Regions from separate parts of the Mus musculus genome. Here region 1 is linked to region 2. Evidence: chromatin contacts called from public Hi-C data. All regions are on one chromosome and are shown on one strand. The core of a region is the stretch at or near the end of the contact, and the rest is flanking DNA. Distances in the headings are between cores, read along the strand shown. Region 1 holds the start of 1700030C12Rik (RIKEN cDNA 1700030C12 gene). Region 2 holds the start of Spred2 (sprouty-related EVH1 domain containing 2).

Evidence for each region. Hi-C and Micro-C count contacts between places; a contact is called where the count stands out from the background.
Region 1: a contact with region 2 is called in a Hi-C map of CD8 T cells, with 4 times the contacts expected there. The contact joins the promoter of 1700030C12Rik here to the promoter of Spred2 in region 2. A contact is called at or near these places in 2 of 484 Hi-C or Micro-C datasets (CD4 T cells and CD8 T cells).

The regions. Positions count from the first base shown.
Region 1 is chr11:23,492,255-23,499,211 of GRCm38.p6, reverse strand. 1700030C12Rik (RIKEN cDNA 1700030C12 gene) reads right to left here and starts at 1,451. Exons shown (of 3, transcript NR_166706.1): 1 at 1,301-1,451; 2 at 627-750. It overlaps Ahsa2 (AHA1, activator of heat shock protein ATPase 2), which reads left to right and starts at 1,173. Exons shown (of 9, transcript NM_172391.4): 1 at 1,173-1,437; 2 at 2,331-2,521; 3 at 4,148-4,233; 4 at 5,819-5,933; 5 at 6,906-6,957. The coding sequence starts at 1,358.
Region 2 is chr11:19,921,967-19,929,189 of GRCm38.p6, reverse strand. It overlaps Spred2 (sprouty-related EVH1 domain containing 2), which reads right to left and starts at 4,748. Exons shown (of 6, transcript NM_033523.4): 1 at 4,234-4,748. The coding sequence starts at 4,259.

The DNA of each region.
Region 1 (6,957 bases), core at 202-2,701, 3.6 Mb before region 2:
CCCCACTCTTTTACTTTTTCCATTGTTTCTTTCCCATTTTTGCAATGTCTTATTGGAGGTCATTTTTAAATCGCAGATCTGAAGAGTGCTTCAGGGTCCATTGGTCTCCTAGACTCACAATCGAGTTACATTCCAGTAAATTTATTTCTACTGGGAGTAGTTCTTGTATATTTTGGTATTTATACATTTTAGTGATTGTAGCAGCTTCTACCCTCAGAAGTCTTATTTTCTGTCAGGTTCAAATGAACATATCTAAATCTTATCATGAAATGTTTTATCAGGAGCAAACAGAAGAACTGGATGAAAAGTAGGCACACAAAGTACACGCCAATCATCGCTAGAGTCTTGCCTTCTGTCAGCTGTGCCTTTGGTATGATCAGTTGAACTAACAATGCCGTTTGATTTGGGGGGGGGGGTCACAGCATTGCTTCAGCAGTTTGAATGATGTAACTTCTCGAAGAACACATCGAAATGCAATAGCTCCAATAAACACCATAGCCCTTTCAGCTTGTTTTGCTGATAAGCAGACCACTGAATGGCAAGTGCACAGAGCAGCCAGGTCCTTCCCCATCTCCCATTGAACTACCTATTTTATTTGTTAAAATAATCTCCTAAGAAACACTTTCCAGATGGTGGCTTCAGTTTTTGCTAGAAGGTGAAAAACGATGGAAAGAATTAATAAACCCTTATTGTAACTGTATCCACAATCCCAGGCACTTGCAAGCACGATCTTTTGTCTCTAGAGGATCACTGCATGGAAAAAAAAAAAGCATTCTTTCAGTAAACCCTCGCGGGCCTCTGCTTAGGGACCTGCGCAGCTCCCATCCCAAGGGCCTCAGAAAATGGACAACCCGCTCTGGTACGAGCCCTGGGCGGAGTCTCGGTCGTTCGTAGAAAGCCCTGGCCAGAAGCCTCGCTGGGCAGCAGGAGCCAGCGGCAAGAACAAGGCGAACCAGGGGTTACAAAGCGGAGGGCTAGGGCCAGGGCGGAGCCTTAGGACCGGGGGGCGGGGCGAAGTCGGGGAGGAGCCTAGCAGAAGACAGCGCCAGGAGGCATAGGGCGGGGTCTTAGGGCAGAGAGGCGGGGCGAAGTCGGGGGTGGGGTGGGGGAGAAGCCTGCAGAGGGCGGCGCCCAGAGGTGTGGCATATTGGGGGCGTAACCGGGCTTGGGGCAGAGTCGATGTGGGGTGGAGCTGGCTGCGGGGAGCGGACAGCGGGGGGCGGGGCAGGCTGTGGCCGGGGCGGCCCGGGGCGGGGACTTCTGGCACTTTCTGGGAGCTGCGGGCGATCGGCTCACAGACCTTCTGGCCGGAAACCCGCGCGCTCCCGCTACCAGGGCCGTCGTCGTCAGCGCCGCCATGGCCAAGTGGGGCCAGGGGGACCCGCGCTGGATCGTGGAGGAGCGGGAGGACGGGACCAACGTGAACAACTGGCACTGGTGCGGTGGGCCCCGGGCGCGAGCAGGCGGGCGGGCTCCTGGGAGGGCCGCGCGGCGCCGCAGCACGGCTGCCCGTGGCGGGAGACGGTTCCTAACTGCGCTGGTCCTACGGCTTCAGGCTCCTCCTGAAGTTGGGCGAGCTCCAGAAGGGACTTCTGTCTCACCCTACCGGACAGCTGTGCCTCGGTCGCCCCTCACCCAGCCATCCTCGGCCTTGAGATGCGTAGTGCGCGTGCGTGCGCCGACGGTGCTGTGTCCGTGTGCAGTAGGAAGGCAGGGACTTGGATCTCACTTTCTTTGCTTTGTCTCAGTTTGCACTAGTTATCTGCCCCCCTTTGTGTCTCAGGAATACCGGGAGATGTCTGCCTCTTTGGCGGGCATTGGGGAAAGCTGAGGGAAGCAGAGCCCAGACTGCACCATAAGATGACTTAGCTGTCCTGAAAGAATTATGTTCTAGGCTGGATTCTATGATTAGGACACTGACGTCTCAGGCTGCTCTTTGTCCCCTTAGATGAGAACATTAGAGAGAATGCATAAGATAAATATGGAAATGCCAGATAACTGATATTGTGGTTAAGGCTATTTAAATGACTACCACCGTTACAGGTGGCCGCAGCTTAGCCAATCCATTTCCTGGGGTGGAGATTGCTGGACCCTTTTCCCCGGGGCCATTGTTTTTAAGATTACCCATTATTATATGGTGAATAATAGTGTCTTAAGAAACTGAGCAACAGGCTTAGAAGATACCTAGTAGAAACCTCGTCAGAGAAGCACATTTGCGAGTTGGAGGCTGCTTGAATACCAGGACTCACCTGGTCTGGGTTTGGATGGCATCCTGGCTGCTCAGATGGAGACCAGCTGGGCCATTCACCTGTCTTTCTATTCTCTGGCAGGACAGAGCGGGATGCCACCATTTGGTCCAAGGGGAAGCTCCGAGAGCTCCTGGTTGGCATTGCTATGGAGAATGAGGCTGGCCGATGTGAGATCAGTGAGTTGAAACAGGTGGAAGGTGAGGCTTCATGTAACAGCCGCAAAGGGAAGCTTATTTTCTTCTATGAGTGGAACATCAAGCTGGCCTGGAAAGGTAATGGGGGTCCTGGCAAGAGGCAGGTTGGGGACACCCTGTGTACAGTCTTAACGTTTAGTAGCAGTAGCTGATGTTCGGATGTGCTTGGTGTTGCTATGTTCTGAAAGCTGCACTTCACTACTCTAGATGCCTGAGGGGCAGTTCTTTCTCAGTTAAGCCCTTTTACCAGCATCTGTGACTAGGGCCTTAATGCAGCTGCCACCTGCCACCCTTCCTCCACAGATGCCTGCTTCCCTTAAAAATGTTTAATTATTTCAAAACTTAAAAAATTATTTCTGTGTGTGTGCGCACATACTTGGGTGTCGTAGCACGTGTAGAAGGCAGAGTTGGTTGGTAGCAAGTGCTTTTGCCTCTTGCTAGCTTATCTTTGTTGTCTTAATTCTATTATGTGTGTGGGCATGTGTGCCATGGTGGGCATGTGAGGTGCAAGGACACAGGAATTTAATTCAAGTCACTAGGCCCCAGCAGTAAGTTCCTTATCCATTGAGCCATCTTGTCAGCCCTCCCTTGGGGACTTTATCCTAAGATTGGGTTCTTTGGACAATCCATATAGATAGAATCCTGTCATACATAAAACTCTCTGCTTTCATTCCACCTTGTACCATGTTTTAGTACTTTATGCTGTTTTTATGTGCATTGTGTGGACAGAGCACATTTTATCTCTTTACCTGTTGATGGACCTTTTTGTTCATAGTTGTCTTGACTTTACCAAGACACGTGGTACTTAGCTTATGGTTCAATACTTGTTGACATGACCAAAGGTCAATCATAGGGAAAGGGAGAGAACAAGGAGAGATGTGGGTATGGAAGACCGACCGTATTGTGTTAAGAACTCGGGTGTCTGCCTAGAGTTGGCTACTTTCTGTGTAGTTTGTTAAGATGAAGCTCACTGAGCCTTCCTTGGCCTCTGAGTCAGGGAGGTGTCAAACATCAAAGCAGTCCTACTAAGTTCCCTGCAAGTTAAGACTAGCTTGGGCCACAATAAAAAGATCCCATTTCACAAGAAAGCTAAGAGCTTGGGATGTAGCTCAGCATCTGAATGCTTGCCTAGTGTGCAGAGGGCTCTAGGTTAATGCACGTGCGTGTAAGCAGCATCACGCCTGACTCTTGCATTGCCCTCACTTTCTCTGTGGTTGCTGCTGGTCCTAATGACCCCATCAGCTTGTTTCACTCCTTGACATCTCAAGTTGCAGAGGTGAATGGAGATCCAGAGCTGACCTTTGCATTTTAGCACACCTGTCTCCTACAACCATTCCCTTCATTGAATTTAGCCAGAGTAGCACTTCTGGAGCCTCACCTTATTTTGTAGCAGTGAGCTGCTTTAGATGATGCCAGAGTATCTCAATGTGGATGCATCTGAATATTGTTCCAGTTGCATGGTCCTGCCGGTGTGCCCCGTACGCATTTTAATCAAAACTATTTTAAATACTCCCCCTGGCCCTAGATGAGTATACTGAAAGGGGATAGGTGTGTTGTGTACCATGTTGGCTGGTCCCTGTCTTGGTTGGTCTCTGATGTGGTCATAACCCTGAAAGGGGAGTGAGGCCACATATGGGCTATTCATTCAAGCAGAGGTCTTTTGCATAAACCAGTTATTAATTGGATCCACTTTGCTTATTTTAGGTACAGTTAAAGAATCTGGTGCAAAACACAAGGGACTTATTGAAATACCCAGCCTTTCTGAAGAAAACGAAATCAATGACACTGAGGTATCTGCTGGTGCTCTCCTGTTCTCTGGTTAAGCTTCAGCTATAGGTGTTGGACATTTGCAAACTGCTCATTAGATTGGTCCTGTGGAAGTTGTGAATTATGGGGGTTGTCTGCCACTGTGTTATACACTGTGGGTGTCTGAGAGATGGAGCAGAGGTGTGGAAAAGGAGGAAGTCCTAGGAAACTTCAGACTCCCAGGACCAAGTATAGTACCTGGGCAGGGGAGTGACAGCAGGCAGCCTAGCTCTTACCTGTGCAGTTAGTTCATCGATGCTTTCAGGTTAAATGTGACAAGGCATGTGCTGGGAAGTGCTTGAGCCATGTGCATGGCTTACTGAATTAGACTGTTTGTTTCCCCTTAATGGGGACAGTTCTCAGCCTTTAGGTGTCCTTTTTGGATTCATCTCATCACTTCTTTATGCCTGTCTTGCCTCTTCGAATTGCCTCTGGGATTCAGGACCATTGTACAGCACCTGTAATCCCAAATCTAGACAGTCTAGCCAAAGTCTAACATAGAGCAAGCAGCATTTCTGAGGTCTTGCCTTTACTGAAGGTCACTGAGGTCATGTCTCATACCTTCAGACTTAGCTTGTTGTACTCTGGTGCTGCTGTTCCCCACAGCGCTCATGAGAAGTGCAGCTTTCTGGTGGCATATTAAACAGATCTAAAGTATGCTGCAGTAGAATCTAGCAGAGCAGATGCCAGACTTAGGCGCAGTTCAGCGCAGAATTACTGGGACCTGCAATAGTTTGAGACTAGCACCAGCCGGGCGTGGTGGCGCACGCCTTTAATCCCAGCACTCAAGGAGACAGAGGCAGGCGGATTTCTGAGTTCGAGGACAGCCTGGTCTACAGAGTGAGTTCCAGGACAGCTAGGGCTACACAGAGAAACCCTGTCTCGAAAAACCGAGAGAAAAAAAGGATAGCAAACCACTTGATACATCCCTGTCTCTTCATTTCTGTTGCTCTCATCCATTTTTCCTCTCCCAAATGATTTACCTCTCTACCGAGAGTATATAATTCAAGTCCAGGTTATGCGGGAACTTCTTGGTTAGAAGCTTCAGGTTTGTAGACCAGCATTATTCAGTATAAATGCCACCCACATACTGCAATTTAAAATTCTCTAGTATCCACATTAAAAACCAGGTAAGTAATTAAAAACTTTTAATCCAGGGGAGAGTAAATATGAGTTTAGCATGCAGTTCACAAGTTATTGATGAGGTACTTTACTTTTTCTTGGTATTTAGTCTTTGGAGTCTTCTGTGTGTACAGCATAGTTCAGATCATATACCTCATAAATGCTTAGCCACAGGTGGATACTGGCTGCCATACCAGACCATCTCTAGATAAAGCCACAAGCTATTTAACTCCTGTGCTTATACACACAACTTCAAAGGTAAATGAAATGGTTCATTTTATATTCCATCCTCAAAACGTTTTAAGATCTTAGATCCTCTGCAACTGTGAAGCAGCCTACGTCTCTGAACCACTCTCTCCCTCTGCCATCCAGTTACCAATAGGATCCAGTGTTTTAAGAATACATTTAACCAGTTTTTTCTTAGGTTTTTATTTTTCTGATTTGTAGGTGAACGTGAGTAAAAAGAAAGGAGATGGGGAAATACTGAAGGATCTCATGAGAACGACAGGCACCGCCAAGGTCAGGGAGGCCCTTGGAGAGTACCTGAAGGCACTCAAGACGGGTAAAGGCGGCAGCCCTTGTGAACCACAGGGTCCCTTGCTATTTACCCAAGTTACGCTCTACACAGGGCTGGATTTCCCAAGTCAGCCTCCTGAAACATCTTTAACTGCAGAACAAGTTGTAGTCCGGGTGTTAAAAGCTAGTTGTGGGTAAGACAATAATAAGTGATCACATGGACCAGTTTGCCAACCGTCAGTAAGCTGGGCATGGTGGCACTCTTATAGTCCCAGCACTTGAGAAGCTGGGGTAGGAAGACTGTTGCTAGTCTGGGTTACATAGTAAGACTTTGTTCAAAACAAAAAACCCTATACACCCCAATCCTTGGAATGGAACAGTTTTTGTGTAATTACTTGTTTAATGTCTGTCTTCCCTGCTAGACTATAAGCTCCATGAGGGCATGGAAGGTGTCTGTCTTGTTCACTGCTGTATCTCCAGCATCTAGCACAATGCCTGACACATAGTAGGTGCTTAATAAATCTTTGCCGAGTGAATGAATGTATGGATGAAAGGTATTGATAGCACCTAGACAGTCCCTATACTGTATGGAAGTGATTATGAAAAGCTATTGTCATTTTCCCAAATTAGAGGTGACAGCTGGGTAGAGTGGCCAACAGCACTTTTCTGCAACTTATCCTTAAAAGCTTGCTCGGTTGAGTGTCCAGGTATTGGCACACAGGCTTGAGGCCAGCACTCTTTCTGTGAAGACAGTGAGAGTAAGCTTTGTGAGAGGGGAAGCAGAGTTCTGACAAGAGGTAAGGACCATAAGCTATTAGTAGTAATCAAGTACAACCTAGCTATTTAGAAAGAACTGGTGGAAAATTTGCATTTTAGATGACTGTGGTAAAGAAAGGCCTTTGTTAATAAGTATCAGCAATATATGTAAAAACAGTTATTTTCAAGGCCTCAAAATGTTTTTATAAATGCCAGTTTAGATAAAAGAAAGTATGTTAACAACGTTTTTGTTTCCTTACAGAATTTACAACAGGAATGATCTTACCAACAAAAGCTGTAGCAACCCAGGAACT
Region 2 (7,223 bases), core at 3,499-5,998:
CTCAGAGGGTGGCTAACTACAGCCTGTGCTGAACAGGTGCCACAACTATAATTATTACATTCTTTTTTTTTTCCCCCAAGACAGGGTCTCTCTGTGTAGCCCTGGCTGTCCTGGAACTCACTTTGTAGACCAGGCTGGCCTCGAACTCAGAAATCCACCTGCCTCTGCCTCCCAAACACATACATGTTAATTCAGTCAGCTGGGCTTGGTTGTACATATCTGTACATGATCTTCAATACTCAGGGGGCGGAGACAGGAGGATTTAAAGTTCAAATCAACCTGCCTGAACTACAGAGTGAGTTCAAGGCTAAACAGAACAACAACAACAAAAAAGCTGAGTCTGGAAAGATGAAAGCTGGCTCAACGATGAAGGGCATTTGCTGCTCATCCAAGACTGGGGCTGTGTCCAGCATTCACATTAGGGCTCGCCCTGCCTGTAAGTCCAAGTCTAGAGGAGCAGATGCTCTCTTTTAGACTTCACAAGCACTACACTCACATGCACAAATGCACACCCACACTAACTGTACATAAAAAAAAAAAACCTAATCATAAGCCGGGCGTGGTGGCGCATGCCTTTAATCCCAGCACTCGGGAGGTAGAGGCAGGCGGATCTCTGAGTTCGGCTACACAGAGAAACCCTGTCTCAGAAAACAAACAAACAAACAAAAAACATAATTTTTGTCGGGTGTGGTATTGTATAAATGTAACCCCAGCGCTTAGAAGGTAGAGACAGGAAGATCAGGGAGATGTTTGAAGCCAGCCTTGGCTGCACATGGGAGTCTGAGGCTAGCCTGAGCTCATGGCACCCTGTCTCGAGAAAACAAAACTCAGGGCTCTGTTGGGGCGAGTGGATGGCTCAGCGGGTAAAGTACTTACCATGCAAACCCGATGACCTGAGTTTGGTTCCCAGAATCCACACAAAGGAGGAAAGAGTAACAACCTCACAAAGCTGTCCTCTGACAGGAGTGACATGGCACACATGTATACACACACACACACACACACACACACACACATGCAAATGTTAAACCTTTAAAAAGACAAAATGTCATATGGCTCAGCACTGCCTGTATTATATTAGGTTTGGTGTCCCATACTCGTTTCACCTTAATAAGTCCAACATCCAGTAATATTACTTTGAACCTCCATCCATAATCTAGGGGGGCAAATACAGAATCCTCATGCCCAAGTTTGTTTACCTTCACTTTAATTTGCTATGCTCCTCATACCTCATGACAATGAAGAAAAACCACGGCAACAAGAAACTCATCAATTTAGTACAATCAGAGTTCAAGGAATGACTTACAGAAACAACCAGGAGGCACAGAGGGCTACAGCCATAGTGAAAGGTGCCCGACTAGCTTCGTGAGACCGGGCTCACAAGACTGGCCACCACCGTTTAGATACTAGCTAGGAGCACAGGGTTCTTCCTGACCTGGGCTGTTGAGTGAATTCTCCACGTTGGAGACTAAAGGGATAGTCTCGGACAAACTACTTAAACTCTCCTCAGGTTCCCCAAAAGGGAGATAACATGGTGAGTTCTACATATTCCACTGCTACAGGCATCCCATGAAGACACTCCAGAAGGCAGTGGAAGAAAGCACACTTGTCATTCCAGCACTCAGGAACCTGAGACAGGAGGATCCCTCTAAGTTAGAGTCCAGCCTGGTCTACATAAAAAAGCTAGCCAGGGGATTTATGGTGAGGCCCTATCTAGACAAGAACAAAAATATAACTCCCCCAAAAGCCAATTCAACAGTGGTAAAGACACCAGGGCTCTCTAACCCTCTGAAACTAGAACCCATCTTTAAGACCTACTGTCTCAACAGAATTCTTTCGTTTTTTTGTTTGGTTTTTGTTGTTGTTGTTGTTTGTTTGTTTTTTTGTTTTTTCGAAACAGGGTTTCTCTGTGTAGCTCTGGCTGTCCTGGAACTCACTCTGTAGACAAGGCTGGCTTTGAACTCAGAAATCGGCCTGCCTCTGCCTCCCAAGTGCTGGGGTTAAAGGAATTCTTTACCCAACCTGAGCTCAAACTCATGACATCCCTCCTGCCTCAGTCTCCAGCTGCTGGGATAACAGGTGTGAGCCACCAACTTCAGCTTCTACAAGCCTTCTGATCACAGTCAAATTGATCTCTCTCCCCAGGACTGGAATGAGGAAGTATTCCCTTAACACTGGTGTCCTCACCTGGAATCCTTTCGTCTAGGCTAGCAAATGGGGGAAGGCACAAGGCTGACTGGCCACTGGAAAACAGCACAAGCCGACTGCACCCCCAGTGGAAGAAGCCAGGAACCTTAATGCACACTGGGCAAAGCTCTCCAAGAACCCCCATCAGCACAGGTACTGTTCACTGCCCCCAAGGCTACTCCTAAGTGCAAGTACAGACAAGGACCCAGAAAAAGAACTGTTTATTGGCCAAGTTTCAAAAGGGGAGGGCCTAGCAGATAATCCTTCCCTCTATATTTCAGCATTAAAACTCTCAACTTTCTTCCCCTATTTTATGATTTCAATGACAGGTATAGTAAGGCAAAATAAGATGTCTAAAACAGCCCAAAGCATGCTGTGAGACTTGCACAGCAGGTGGGAACCTCTCCAGGGACAGGTGTCTTGACAGATTAGGGTTACTGCTGTCAAAGTTCCCTGGGGACACACCGAAGGAAATTCCCTTTGCAGAACATCAGCTTCCTTCCACTCAGTCTGACAATGAATGCCACAGGATAAAAGGCCATTTAAAAACAATCGAGGGCTGGGCCGCAGCTCAGTAATGGAGCTCTTGCTTGTCTGGCTGTGGCAGGCCCTGGGTGCGAACTCCAGACCGAAGACAAAGGAAAAGAAGGGAGATTTCTTAGAGTGGTACACAGGATTTTGCCACCTGCTACAAGAGCTCTTTAAGCCGCCCAGTGGCCCAGTCCTGAGTCACTTCCCCTCTCTGCACTCTAGAGTGTCAATGCTCACGGGGGAAGGGGGTGGGGTGGACACACAAAAGCAAAAGACCCAGGGTTTGGGAGCTAGTCTCCAGCCACTCCCGCTCCACCTCTCCAGGTCCCCCTCCCCTCAGCGTCCCCGAGACTGCGGACCCATTCTGGAGTCCAAGCAGGCGCCGCTGCTACCTTGGCTAATGGCAGCACTGAATGAAAGGAGCCGAGGCAGGCTCAGGATTTATGAATGTGCAAGGGAGGAGGGATATCATGTGACAATAAAGGAGAACGTCTTATTCACAAAAAAAAAAAAAAAAAAAAAAAAAAAAGTGGTGAGCGAATACAGCCACTGAACAGCAGTCTCAGAGCCGGGCACGGCTAGGACCCCTGGCTAAGTACCCGCTGGGGCCCACGGGCAGCCCCGCCCCCAGCTCCCCGAGAGGGAAACGCCTCGAACACTACTAGAGCGGAGATCCAAACCTAAGTGCGACTTAGGCGGGAAGCAGCTGCCACTTGGCCCAGAGACGGTGACAAGCCCGGGTCTCCCCGAGGGGCGAGCACAAGCACCTCTGACTAAGCACCGAGAGCTTTGTTCCCCTCGGGCCTGCGGGCCGGGCACACGCACGGGCACGCGCTCTCCCTCACATACATGCCAGGAGCGCGCTTCCCCGCACGCTCTCCCGCCCTCGCTGCACACGCTTCGGATCCGCCCCCAGTGCTGCCCCGACACCGCGGGGCGCGTGTGCCGGCCCACACGCGCGTGCACACACTCACGCGCGCCGGGACTCGGCAGGCTGCTCCCGCGCTCTGGCCGCTGCGAGGACCCGGGCGCACTGACCCTGTGCCGAGCCCGACTGGCCCTCCCCCAACTCCTCCGTGTTTTTATGAATGAAAATGTGGTATGCAAATGAGAGCGATTCAAGAAAACGAAATGGCGGAGCCCGGGCCCCAGAGGGCTCCGGAGAGGGCTATGGGAGGGCAGCAGTGCCAGGAGTCACAAAGTCACCATGCACACAGACCCATCGACCCCGGGATGCCCCGCGTGGAGGGCGTCAGAGCTTCCGCTCCCGCAGCCCGAGGACCGCCCCGAGGTCATTTGCGCGCCCTTGGCCCGGGCTGCGACCTGGACTTGCAGACCCCAGGCGGTTTCTGCCGTCTCCCCCAGCCAAGTCAAGAGCCTCGCGCATAGCCCCGACAGCTCAGCCAGCGGCTGCACCCCAGGCCAAGTTCCTCCGACGAGTCCCCTCCTGCGTCCTTGGCGGCGGCCCCCACACCACCCCTCCGGGCACCCGCGTCCCACCCGCGGCTAACTTACTCGTCCGGGTGTGTTTCTTCGGTCATTTTCTTGTTCACCTAGACGCCTGTCCCGCGGCATGCAGCCTGGCTCCCTTCATCTTCCTGTGCGCTCGCCCCCCTTCTTCACATCTCCGACATCTCCTGATTTGGTGGTGGAGGGGGGGAGCTAGAGATGAAGGGGGCGCCGAGGCAGGCGGGGAAATGGAGAGCCCCGAGATCAGGGCGAGGTCTGGGAAGGGGCACACCAGGCAGCGGACGCCGTGGGCCGGCCGGGCACGGCCCCGGGGCTCTGAGGGGGTGCAGAGGCGAGATTTGGGAAGGGGACCCGGAGGGGGAGAGCAGCAGAAAAACAAGCACGCTCCGGGCGGCGGGCGGGCAGTCGGCTGCGCTGGGGCCGGGCCGGGGTCGCCCCCGGGGACCGGGCCAATCAGGGTTCCGGGTAGTGCTCGGCGGCCGGGGGAGATGCGCCTGGGAGGCGGTGCAGGGCGCCCCGTCCGAGCCCCATCTCGCCACTCCACCGATTTACTCCATATTGGATTCTCAGCGCCGCCAACAGGAGGAGGAAGTAGGGCGGAAGCGATGACGTCTTCCCAGCGGCCAGAGGTGGTGGAGTGCAAAAAGCTTCCTACTTGCGACCAAAATAAAAGAGAGAGAGGAGAGAGAGAGGAAAAAAACACACTCACAAAACACTTTGTCCCGCCTACTGAGCGTGCCCCTCTTCTACTCCCCCTCCCGCTAGCTTCCAGTCAGGGAGGAGCCTCGGAACAGCATGGTTGGCACTGCGTTTGTCAGGATCCGAATCCTTGTCTCCGGTGCTCCGGGTTTTAGGAAGCCCAAGAGGGAGGAGGCGGGAGCCGAAGACAAGAGCACATCTGGCTCCCGTTTTGTCCCTCCCTCCTTCCAAACCTTCGGATTAAAAATCAAGGGGGGAGGTGGCGGAGGGCGGAGATGGGGAGGAGTTTAGATGTTGCCAGAGAGTTTGGGTTTGGAGAAACACTGCGGGGTGGGGGTTGGGGGCAGTGCAGGTGGCCTCCGCTGGCCTCCACACGATGGGATTACTGTCATGCAACACCATGCCCACCTAGAGCGGGCATATTTTTAAAAATATGTACGCAGAAAACAAAAGGCAAACAGCCATAAAACTTTGGCATTGCAGGCAGAGATGAAGTTTAAAGGTAACACCAAAGTAAATTATCCAGTCTGTGAATAACGTTTCTTGTCTCCAGCTCTTAGAAGTCTACTCTTAGTTTACTGGGTCACAGATTACTACCTTTGATGGGGTTTGGCCAAAGAGAGACCCAGGAACTCATTACTCCACCCCCGACCCGTCTTCCCTTCCCTTCCCTTCCCTTCCCTTCCCTTCCCTTCCCTTCCCTTCCCTTCCCTTCCCTTCCCTTCCCTTCCCTTCCCTTTCCTTCCCTTCCCTTCCTTTTTCTCTCTTTCTTTCTTTCTCTCTCTCTCTCTCTCTCTCTCTCTCTCTCCCTCTCTCTCTCCCTCCCTCCCTCCCTCCCTCCCTCCCCCCCCCTCTCTCTCTCTTTCTTTCCTTCCTTCTTTCTTTTTGAATGTGCGGGGGCAGAAGGAGGATGCATCCATGCATGTCAGCACCATTTGTGGGCAGAGAGGAGAGGCTGTTGGATCTCCTGGAACTGGTTGCTAGCCTCTGTGTAGGTCCTAGGAATTAAACCACAGTCTTATGGAAGATCTTAACTGCGAGCCATCTCTTCATACCTCTCTTTAAATTATTTTTCCTACCATGGCCTAGGACCTGCCTGAGGTTTTCTGAGAGGACCTATGCACCATCTAGACAACGAGCAGGATTGCACCCAGGGCTCAACTTGTGGATTTGCCTGGAATCTGAATTTGCGATATTAAAATCCATTTCAATTTTTGAAGGGGGCACCATGTTTTCACTTGACATGGATGACACCAATTACAGAGTCACTGGGTATTTCCTGAGGTCTTGCCATGGAATAAGGGACAGGGATTATGTCCTCAAGACTAATAGACATTTCTGTTCTCCTGAATATGCCATTAGAGACATTCCACTTAGATTTTAAATAGCTACGAAACAAACTGGGGGATGAAATATTTGCTTCAAAAATAGAAAATTGCTGGACTGGATAATCCCATTCTACGGAGGCTGGGGTAGGAGGATTGATAGTAGTTCAAGTCCAGCCTGGTCTACAAGTAGAATCCTAGGCTAGACATAGCTAGTAAGCAAAATCCAGTCTCAAACAAAACCACAAACAAAAAACAAACAAAACAAAAACAAAACAGCCGGGCATAGTGGATCATGTCCGTAATTCTAGTATTCTAGAAGCAAAAAGGTGGGTGGATCTCTGTGAGTTTGAGGCCAGTCTGGCCTATATAATGAGTTCCATGCCAACCAGACTACATGATTAAGACCCTGAATCAAAGTAGTGGTCGTGGTGATGATGATGATGATAATCAGCAACAACTAAAACAAAACCCATACACAAAACAAAAGTAGCCCTCTTAGAGGTCTGTGTGTATTGAGAGTTCCACGGGGGCTTGAAAAATAAGAGTTTCACCTTTGAGTCAAGTAGAAACCAGTGGTTTCATGCTTTCCACAACCATGATCTTTGTGGATACACATTGAGGTTCAACACTGGATTCTGAGTGCTCATGACAAGTAGTGGTAAGGACGCCAAACCTCGAGACCTGCATTTTGGTTTTCTCTTAGAAGACCTGAGGTCCTGACAGTGAGGTCTCTGTTAATTCTTCAACTTTTACAGGAATAAACAAAGCAAACCTTATCTTTCTTCATTTTTTGTTTGTTTGATTTGGGGGGTATTTTTATTTGTTTGCTTGTTTCTGTTTTGTTTTTTTTTGTTGTTTGTTTGTTTGTTTGTTTGTAGGCCGTGAAGAAAGTGAGACATACTGGGTGTGGTGGTAGACACCATTAATCTTGGCAGTCTGAAGGTAGAGGCAGGTAGATCTCTTGAGTTCAAAGCTATATTAGTCTACAGAAAGAGTTCTAGGACAGCT